2 separate regions of the Astyanax mexicanus genome follow, and region 1 is linked to region 2. Evidence: chromatin contacts called from public Hi-C data. All regions are on one chromosome and are shown on one strand. The core of a region is the stretch at or near the end of the contact, and the rest is flanking DNA. Distances in the headings are between cores, read along the strand shown. Region 1 overlaps vwa8 (von Willebrand factor A domain containing 8). Region 2 holds the start of rgcc (regulator of cell cycle).

Region 1 (5,235 bases), core at 2,047-4,546, 110 kb after region 2:
CCGTAATTATCCAATGGGAGGCTCTTACCTATTTGATTAGTTATATCCAGGTGATCTTTTTTGGCCAGACAGTGTATTTATAGGTTTTGTTTTCTGATATTTTAGATTAAAAAGATAAAACGTCTGTATGTAAAGATTCAAAATCTCGATTACACTATCAAGAAATTCACAATAAAACTAACATAGCAAATTTTCCTGCTGGTGGGTTAATAAAAGATGACCTTTTCTTTTCTTACTGTTCCTTAATTAGGGCCAATCAAAAATCAAATTCATATTAATGATGTGTTTTAAACTTCAGAACTGTTTACAGCTCTGCTATGCTTTATAATGACCGATCCCCTTGCCCTGGTTAATTGAACAAATCTCAAATAAGAAATTACTACAATGTCAGAATTTTCATGAGAATGAAAAAAATGTGTTACCTCTTGTGAATAGATGTGAATAGGTCAAACAATGCAATATTATTATAAACTATCTACTACAGTATTCCAAAAAAAAGGTGTTTGGTATAAAAAATAGTTTAGGTAAAAAAATATGTATATTTTCCTCAATATATCTTAACTATTGCATCAACTGCCTCAAGGAACAATATGAGTGTAGAAACAAAGGCAGACATTCCACAGGCCTGACATCAGCGTGCATGTGGGGGAGCATGCTCTAATAACGTGGCTTTAATTAGAGAGAGGAGTGAAGCTTCATCTATAGATAGCGAAGAAAAGAGAGAGAGAGATCTGACAGGCTGCTCTGGGCTCATAATTGAATCCTTTATAGCGTATGGCCTCCTCTCAAAAAGGCCTGTCACTATAGATTATATAAGAGTGGATTACATTCATATTTATTTAGATTATTATTTAAAATGGAGAATTTAAAATGTAAAATGTAAATGTTCATCATGCAAGCTGCCAACTGTTTAAGCTATCTAGTTTAACTTCGACAGCCCTGCATTCATTCAGTGGGATTATACAAGGTGACGAAATGCTGATAGACAACATCAAGTCATTGAAAAAAAAATACTATAGCTTGATACATCAAGCCCGGGCAGGTTGCCAGAGCTTCATCACCTAACAAACAGTCATTTGGTCTTGCAATACACATGAGGTGGACGGTTTTCCCACATTTTTCCTACATTTAGCCATTCCCAATTCCCAATCACTACTTCTGAATCATCATATTCTGCAATGCAACCAATACTGACCAGTATTACATATAAAACTGCTGTTTTATCTAAACACACCAACCTTGTTTGGTCCAAACTTTTAGATTTTTAAGTTTTATCTGAACCAAAATTGTGAAGGAGTAAGTGTAGATGAATCCTTTTTTATAAACATAAAAAGTTCATAAGCAATTTATTTTATTCTGCTGTGCAACATCAAAGGAAGTCAGATTTAGTTAAAGAGGCAAAATTTTGGCACAACACCTGGAAAGTAAACTCCAATGCCAGATGTTAGGCCTGCCACAATAAGTACTATTTTATTACATGATATACTGCTCCAAAAATAACTGCAATAAATGATATTATTGTATACGTTTAAGCTTATGTTATGTCAATGGTAGATAGATTTAGATAATATACTGCCTGGCAATAAAAAAGGTCACCACCTGGATTTAACTAAGCAAATAGGCAAGAGCCCCCCATTACATAAATAAATAAATAAATAAATAGGTGATTATGTTTTAGCTGGCAATAAAGTTATTTAACCCTAACTGATGCAGTGAGTAGCTTCTCATTTGCTAATCAACCATGTGGAAAGACTCCTCTTGAGGTCATGGAAAAGATATTAACCTGTTTTAAAAGGGTCGAATTAATGGCATGCATGAATCACAGAAAACATCTAGGGAGATTACTGAAACTAAAAAATAAACTAAAATAAGGGTATGAAATGTCCAACGTATTATTAAAATGTGGAAGGACAGTGGAGAAACATCATCTCTGAAGAAGGAATGAGGTCCAGGCTAAGCGCTGCCACTATGAACAGAAGATTGCTGGTTTAAATACTGTTTATGTAGCTTGCCATCGGTTACCGGAGCCCTGAGAGAGCATAATTGGCCTTGCTCTCTCTGGGTGGGTAGATGGCGCTCTCGCCCTACATCACTCCAAAGGGTGATATTGATCAGCACAAGGCATCTGTGAGCTGATGTATCGAAACAGAGTCTCTGCGCTTTCCTAAAGTACTAAAATACTGTGTCTGTACTGAAATATTTTTTTTTCTCCTGTGTGTGGAATTAGTGTGGCCCTTCAGTCAAACAATCAGTTGTGGATATTGGGTTGGTTTTTAAAAGAAAGGGCCATATTCATTTAAGGGAAAAAAACGGTATTTCATTGCTCAGTGTGAGCAGATGCCCTGAAAAATCCCTACTGAGTTTTGAGTAGTTAAAAATTAGACCAGATAGTAAAGCTTCAGGGGATATTTTTTATGGAAATATTACAAAATGTTGTATCTAATCTGCTGAAAAGTTGGTGCTTAAAGAACACTTTAACTTTTACTCAAGTCACTTTTTTGACAGCGCACTTGTACTTTTACTCATGTCCGGATCTCTAGTACTTTATACATGTCTGCGGAGGAGGCATGTGCTAGTCTTCATCCTCCTGGTGTTGGGGCATCAATAGTGATAGGGGGAGTCCTAATAAGTGGGTTGCACTCTTTTCCTATACTATTTCCTATATATTTCTGCCTGCTAACTCTCAGCTAACATACATGCAAGGGAACAAAAGGAGCAATATCAGCTTCAGCAATAATAATAGAGTTCATGTCAACAAATTGAATGAAAAGTAATTGTAATTGTAATGATGGGACAATTCTTTTTAATGTGCTCGCTAATCTGCAGTGTGAAATGTACGCAATGCAACAAAACTCTGAACCTTGTTTCAAACTTTCGTTCTAGACTTAGACAGTTTAGACAGTTGCACCACTCAATAGCTTCTTCCAAGCTTTTACAACTGGTTTACTTTGGTGTCTCCTACTCTAATTTTTCACTAGGAACATATCAGATTCAAATTCGCCTAGAACGCCAAAGGAATCCAGTCTCTTTACTTCCATCAGAATCCTGGAACTAACAAGACCATAGGAACAGTCCAAAACAGTCTTGGGATGTCCTTGAGACTCAACACTGCCAGACAGCAGTTCTCTTAAGTTTCCCATCATTCAGTGTTTGGAAGCACAACGGCGGCGGCCACATCAGCGAGCGAGAAAGAGGCTGATACTCTGAGACTTTGTCTCGGGGCTATCTCATAAATCCACACCAGGCGGGTCCAGCCAGACAGAATAGAGGGAGATTTACAGGCTCATTAATCCAAAAAGGCCCGAGACAGAGAGAAGAGAGGGGGAAAGCACCTCCGGCTGTAGGAATGCCCCGCTATAGTCTCCAACAGTGGTGCCATTCACGGGAATGCTGTAGTGGAACAAAGTGTGAAAATATGAGGAGTGTGCAGTGGGTGAAAGTGAGCGAGACAGAGACAGAGCGGCGGGAGTGAAGAAATAAAAACCAGTGGAGGAGGGCAGCAAGGGGAGATCAGTGCTAGAGAGCTGAGGAATGAAGCCGTGGTGGCAGAGATCCCGGCCAGAGCCCGAGAGAGAGAGAAAGAGAGAGAGAGAGAGCAGCTCTCTTTGCTGGAGTCCACGGGAGGAATGCTTCCATCACTCTCTCCAGTAACTCCTTTAACAGAGAGATCTGAGGAACGCCGGCCAGAACGGCAACATGCAAGAGTTATTCCAATACTGAGAGATTTCCAGAGCGGATAAAGGAAGGATGTCTGGAGAGAAGAAGCCCAGCAGATGTTCACAGTATGAGGAACACCCATAATGTCAAACAGCATCAGCAGTAAATGCCAAGGTGAAGAGCAAAAACTGGTTTTGTTCCCTTGCTATCTTGAAATGCTAAAAATAAAAGATCCTAGAGTGTTCTTGACCTGGATGCAGGGTTCTAAAAAAAAAAGTATTTATTCTTTTTAGAACTTGTATCACTGCAGCACTGCAGCCTTCCCCCCCCCCCCCCACAGTCAATTTTACAGCTCTGAAAAAAGGACAAAATGTTTTCAGAGATACAGCCTTAGTTGTAAAGATATAGCAGTGATTGCTAGGTAAAGTTAACCCTTAAACTTTGCTTAATGTCAGACTCTCAGCATCACTCGGAAAGGAGAGGGGCATAGGAGAGCATTTGTAATTGTTTCTTTTTTGTAAACTAATGCTACTAAACTTTTACCTCAGACTTGAATCAGTGAATCAGTGCTTGGGCAGTTTCACCACATTGAAGCCCCAAAGTCTGCTATATATCATAAAATCCAACGTGAACGGCGCCCGCTTGGACCGGTGTTCTGTCGAGTTGAGCTACCTTGTCAAACCGTGCTTCACTAGTGTATATTTAAGGTCTCTGTAAAACACAGAATCAACCGGAGATCCGATTTAAACCTAGAGTTGCTTACACAAGATAGCTAACACTAACTAGCTGGAGTAAACAGAGCTGTAAGCTCTTTAGCTAACAGTGTCGGCTCTGCTGCAGACCAGCTTCAGCACTGTCTATGGGCGGTCACGAGCCACAGTGGGCGAGGCCATAAGTACTATTTCACGAGTTGACGAGACCAGTGCTTTTCTTGATCGACTCGCTTTTATGAGTATTTTCTTTTACTAGCACTATGTACAACTCAGAGAGACCTATTGTATTTCACAAAAAAACAATAAAAAGTGGATTTTAGCCAAAGGAGACCTTTAAAAACATTCCAAGCAAAAGTAGAGAGAACCTTTTCCCAAGGTATATAGAAAAATTGGACCCCGGATTGCTGCAAAACTTGACATAGAGTTATATCTAAGGCAGATAAGTAAATGATTACAGATGTGGTCTGATATGACACTGGTACTTCCCCACTCTGCCCTATGCAAAGGCCTTTAAAGACAGCCTTTGGGTACTGTTTCCCTTGGTGAGAGATCATTGACTGCTAGTCATACCTCTCTACAATGCACTTGATATTATTTTGCCCAGTTAAGAGACATTCAGAGGAGGCGCATCATTGGACTAAGAAAAGCAGCAAGGTCGTTTCAATGAATTACCCACTTTCTCGGCATTCCATCAGTCAACGAACCCAATAATCTCTTAATTTGCTGGAGTGAAAGCATTGAATATCCAGGTTCTGTTTGGAAGTAGCAGGGAGGATTCAGGATAAGCTCTTCAATATAAGCCATTGCATAAAAAAGTCGGTCACTCATTGTAGTGATATAAACGAGTGACATAAACAGCTCAACA
Region 2 (5,514 bases), core at 692-3,191:
ACTAAACAAAGCCCTGTTCTCCGTACAGGAGGTGTTATATTTGTCACTTTGTGTGACACTGTGTATGTAATTATCTCGCACAGCAGCTTTGAAAGCCATCAGGAAAGTGCAGATGCAAACACACTCTGTGTTTTGCCAGTTGTCTATGTGCTAAACCAGGCAATGTAGGTGTAGTAAAATGCTAAACGTGCTGGATTTCACACCTCAGTAGGGGTAGAGAAAATACAGAAATTAGCCCTTTAAATACTCCTACTAATTGAGCACAGGGTACAAATACAAACAGAAATGATCTAGGCATATGTATATACTTTTGCTATAGCTAAACTACAGAGTTAACAAATTGTATATATTTTTATTTATATGTATATACAAATAATTGCTCTTAAGTATGCTTGGGTAGCTTTAAAAAAGAATGGCTGTACAGCCACCCATATCCTTACATAAAATGATTGAAAAAAAGTCAGTTAAAAACATATTGTATATTTCCAAAAAACAACTTCACACGAAAAGAAAAAAAAGCTTAATTTACCATGAAGATGCAAGAAGTCTTGAGAACCTATTGCATTCTAAAACGTATTTCTATCATAAATGCAGTTACTGTTTCAAACCAGCAGGTGTCCCTACAAACTCACTATTATAGAGGAGAGGCTTCTCGCGCTGTAGGCTAAACAGAGTCTGTAGAACAGCAATATATTTTATTATATTGGTTTTCTATTCAGATTAACCCACACTGTTGGAAAAAATAACGAATGAACAGCCCTTTAGTATGGACTAAAAAATATATTTTTTCTCATTTTTTATATAAATGTTATTGAGTTAATGTGGTCCCGGAGTTCCCACTTAAAACTTATGTCCCTCCCTCCCTTAAATGAAAAAATATATATGGGCATACATTTAGATTATATACCTTCTCATTCAATGTTTGTTATGAAGGAACACACAAAGAATCATGTAGTAAACCTTTCTGAGGCGGTGCTGATGAGAGCCAGTTTTATCGTAAAGCTTTTAATAGTCTTTGCGACTGCACTTGAGGATATTTCAAAGTCCTTGAAATTTTTTGGATAAACTGACCTTCATTCTTATATATATTTTTTTACTTAGTTGAGTAATTCTTGCTATAATATGGATTAGAACATTACTCAATCAGGCTATTCACTGCGTATACCATGACTAAGTTATAACTGATGCTCTCAAACACATTAAAAGGCAAGAAATTCAAGTAATTTACTTTTGACCAGTTCAGCACAGCTGTTAACTGAAAGCCTTTCCAGGTGGCTCTACCTCATAAAGATGACGTAGAAAATTCAGCCAAAAAATCTAAAATTTAAAACAGGTTCTGGTTTGTTTAACACGTTTTTGTTTAGTAAATAAATCCAAATGTTTTGTTTTATAGTTTGGATGACTTAAGTATTAATCTACTATGCAGATGTTTACAAGGCACTGAATTTAAGATGTGTCCAAATGTATTTTATAAGACACTATTAATCCCAGGGCAAATTTCACATATTACTGTAGCCCAAGGTATAGAAAAGGCAAACACAGTAGCAAAGAAATTCTAACAATATTACACAATGTTTACATAAGTCAAAAGTTTTAAAATAAAGACAGGGAATAAAATATGTGTATATATTTGTCTATTAATACACAAATACATATAAATATATTTATTTCCTCTGTGTGAATGATGATGACTGTACCTCGTGTTAATGTGTAAGGTATGTGAGGGCAGGGTGGACTCCTGATTATAAATAAAGAGGAACTGTATGTTACGGGCTGCATGTTTATTCAGTTTACTCACACTCAGAGGAGAAATGACGGCACGCTGTGTGAAGAAGGAGCTAAAACCGGCTGCGGGGCTGAAGTTTACCTCACGTTCCCCACGCCTCCGCCTCGGGCCACGCCCACCGGCGGGAGGCGGGGAAGATTTAAAAGCGCTCAGGCTGCTTTTACTGCAGCAGGAGTGCGTATAGAGCTCAGAGCGGAGAGCGCGCGGGGGCACGAGCGACACTTTTACTGATTTGGATCATTATTTTGGAATAGTTCTGGGATAGACAGCAGCTACCTGACCCAGCATGAAGTCTCCAAAGATGAAGTCTCAGAGCAAGTGTGAGTTCAGTAGTGAGCTGTAGGGCACTTCTCCACCCTCGTGGTGGAGCTTTAGGACCTGTACAGGTTTAGTTTATCATACATATATTTAGTTCAGTTTAAGGTATACTGAAGTGTTAAACTTTGTTCTTGCTGTTGTTTCCAGCCTTTCTGGAGGAGGACGATGACCTGAACGCCGTGCTGTGCGAGTTCGACGCCGTTATCGAGGACTTCACCTCCCCCATCGAGAAGAGACACTTCAGATACGACGAGCACCTCAAGACCATGAAGAGGAGGAGCAGCGCCAGCGTCAGTGACAGCGGCATCAGCGACTCAGAGAGTGAGTGCTGCTGAGTTACTCACAGATAGTCACACACTCATCCTGAGAGGATTATACATGCAGTGATATCACTGATAAGATTAGCAGTAAAAAAGAACTAACTGTACTGGAGACTGTGAGGAGGCTTAGAAAGCTGCTGCTGCTCTTGCTGTTGTGCTTCATATTCACTAACCTACCCAGCTAACACATTTTTAGTTGGTAGAACGTTTTCTGGTCAGTGTAACTTAACGCTTATTAATATAATCTTCTGACTGTTCGAGAAGTAAAAACTCATTTTTTAATGTAGTGCAGTGTACAAGAAGTAAGTGGTTATCCATTTTTCCAATTTTAGTTTTTTCAGCCCCTCACAATTGTAATTTCAGGAAAATTTATTTTCTTTATTTTCTGATTTTTCCATTTTTGCATTTTGCAAGTTGGGTTATAACATCAGATTTGTGTTACAAGACACAAAATCTGAGAAATCTGAAAATTGAGAGAAGATTTGCCTTTTCATTTTTCTTGAAATTCTATTTGCATCAGCTACCTTTCCCCACATCACTCCAAAGGGTGATGTCGCTCAGCACAAGGCGTCTGTGAGCTGATGTATCAGAACCGAGTCGCTGCGCTTTCCTCCGAGCGCTGTGATGCTACTTAGCAATGCTGCATCAGCAGCAGTTCTAAAAGAGGTGGTGGCTGACTTCACATGTATCAGAGGAGGCATATGCTAGTCTTTACCCTCCTGGTGTTGAGGCATCACTAGTGATAGGGGGAGTCCTAATGAGTGGGTTGGGTAATTGGCTGTGTAAATTGGTGAGAAAATGGGGGGGGGGGGGGGGGGGGGGAATAGAAATAAAACTATATTATATGAAATTCTATTTGTAACCCCATTTCTTCTTCACTCAACTGAATGGAAAAAAAATGATAAAGACTTATACCCAGTTTTCTATTTTCAAACTTAGCTTGATACAGTCAGCAAAACGTTACACTGACCTTTTCTGAACGTTGCAGTTAGTAATTTTAGTACCTTTATTCTTTCAAGCTTTATGGATGTCCTTAGGACATTTTATTTATTGAATGCCTTTAATTGCCACGTGTGTCAAAGTTTCAAACTTTTAGTTGTGGAAATGTTACTTTTAAAGTTTCAAAGTTTCAAAATTTGAAAAATTCTAATCAAAACGTTGCTAAACGTTCTTATAACGCCCTCTGTTTTCTGGGGCAATACTTACAAGCCAGTTTTTTCCAACACTCATAGTTGAGACTCACTGACTTGACTGACACATTTTAGTGCTTTTCCACCTTTAACACACCCGCTTTAACTTAATTATGGGCTGTTAATGAGATGATTAGTTGGATCACGTGTTGGGAGCAGGGAAAGCACTAAAAAGTGCAGGACAGTGGGCCTCCAGAACCAAGATTGAGAAATGTATTATACATAAAGACTTACCTTTAGGTAAGTCGCCTGTTAGTTAACAGGTTATGTAAGCTATTTCTGTTAAAGGAGGGAAATAAGCAAACTATGCTGATTCTGAAGAAGCATGTTTGACATGCTTGTAATGGAGACATGTTTGTCCATGGGTTCCATTTAGGCCCCACATTTGGATGTCAGTGATGGGGCCCCAACAGGGTCAGTAATAGGACGAGTTGGAGTTAGACATGGGCCTCAACTGGGTTGTACATGGCACATGGGACCTAGATGAGACCCATGTGAGCTGTGCCCACTTGGAACATACCAAGCCCACATTCCACTCTTGTTAGCTCTACATGAGAACATTGGCTGGGTTGCCATATAATCACAATGTAATAATAATAATAATAATAATAATAATAATAAAAATAATGGTCACTGTGCTTAGGAGACTACAGTACAGCCCTTAATGTTATTTATGATTATCATTTTAAAATAAATTCTTGTAACTGTTCTGCTGGTGCAATCAAAAAAAAAAAGAAAGAAAGAAATATTTGTTTTGCCAAGCATTGATGTATCGCCCACCCATAGGCATTTTCAACTGAAACCAGATTATGAAATGCTCTTTAGAGAGCCAGGGTTAGTATCTGCAGGCAGCACTCACGTGGCAGATTTCCTTCTCAGTGATCTATCTTAAAGCAGGTATATGGAGGTCAAGTGAAGGCCCTCACAACCACTCCCTTTAGAATGAAGCTCAGCTCTTGATGTTTACTTAAGGCATGGGCTTGTGCTCATTTTGCTTTCTTCTTTGACAACATATTCAGACATGTCAGTCTCCATTTCAGAGTTGGACTGATGCCATGTGGTGCTAGTACAGATTATGTCAGGTTCTTGAGATGGTGTGTAATGCCTGGAACAACAGCAGCTGATGTTCACAGCTTTGTCTGAACAGGTAGTGTTATTGGGAGCATTCCGGCAGGCTTCCAGCAGTTAGTTCTAAGTGTGGATCAGACTCTGTCAGTGTTAAAGAGCCACAAGGAGCTGTGCAGAGAGAGCTTAGGGAGCACACAGATATATGAGGACAGCCAGAACTAACCTAGTGGGTTTGAGCACATCCAGGAGATTATAGGGTGTCATTTTCAGGTCACATGAATCGTTTCAGTTTAAAACCTCTTCTCAGTAGTGAGCTGGAAAAACAATATATGGAAGGTTTTCGGGGGTAATTACTGCTCTTTCAGTATCTTGAATCTTGAAGAGAGTGGCATAATGGGAAGACATTTGTGTGCCCTGCATTAGGGGTGGGCGATATGGCTCTAAAATAATGTCACGATATTTCAGGGTATTTTAGCGATAACGATATACTTGCCGATATAGGAAAACTAAAATAATTCATTAATTTCAGGAATATGGTATAATAGTATAACAGTATAATCATATTGTGGGAAAATAAATAATTTAGCATAAAAAAATATAATGCAGCAAATAATATTGCAGAATTTTTAGTGCATGCATATAAACTGCAAACTAAAACAATTATACAATAAAAACACCTAAAGCTTCACAGTAAATTATAGACTACTTTTAAGACAGAACAGCCCTATTATTATGATATGGATTTTTAATATCATGATATTTCTGTTTCACAATATATTGTATACGATATAATATTGCCCACCCCTACCCTGCATTAATAGTTTTTTAAGCA

What was found. A called contact is a pair of places that touch in the nucleus more often than the background predicts.
Region 1: a Hi-C map of muscle shows a contact between it and region 2, with 16 times the contacts expected there. The contact joins the enhancer-like site here to the promoter of rgcc in region 2. A contact is called at or near these places in 3 of 3 Hi-C or Micro-C datasets (blood and muscle).

Annotation. Positions count from the first base shown.
Region 1 is chr11:27,876,370-27,881,604 of AstMex3_surface, forward strand. All of the region lies in intron 37 of vwa8 (von Willebrand factor A domain containing 8), which reads right to left. Among protein-coding and RNA genes, the nearest start is that of vwa8, 98 kb to the right of the region's middle. Within about 2 kb of position 3,297, the one cell type or tissue checked has an H3K27ac peak away from gene starts, as active enhancers do.
Region 2 is chr11:27,772,620-27,778,133 of AstMex3_surface, forward strand. rgcc (regulator of cell cycle) reads left to right here and starts at 1,942. Exons shown (of 5, transcript XM_007251701.4): 1 at 1,942-2,106; 2 at 2,252-2,425. The coding sequence starts at 2,073.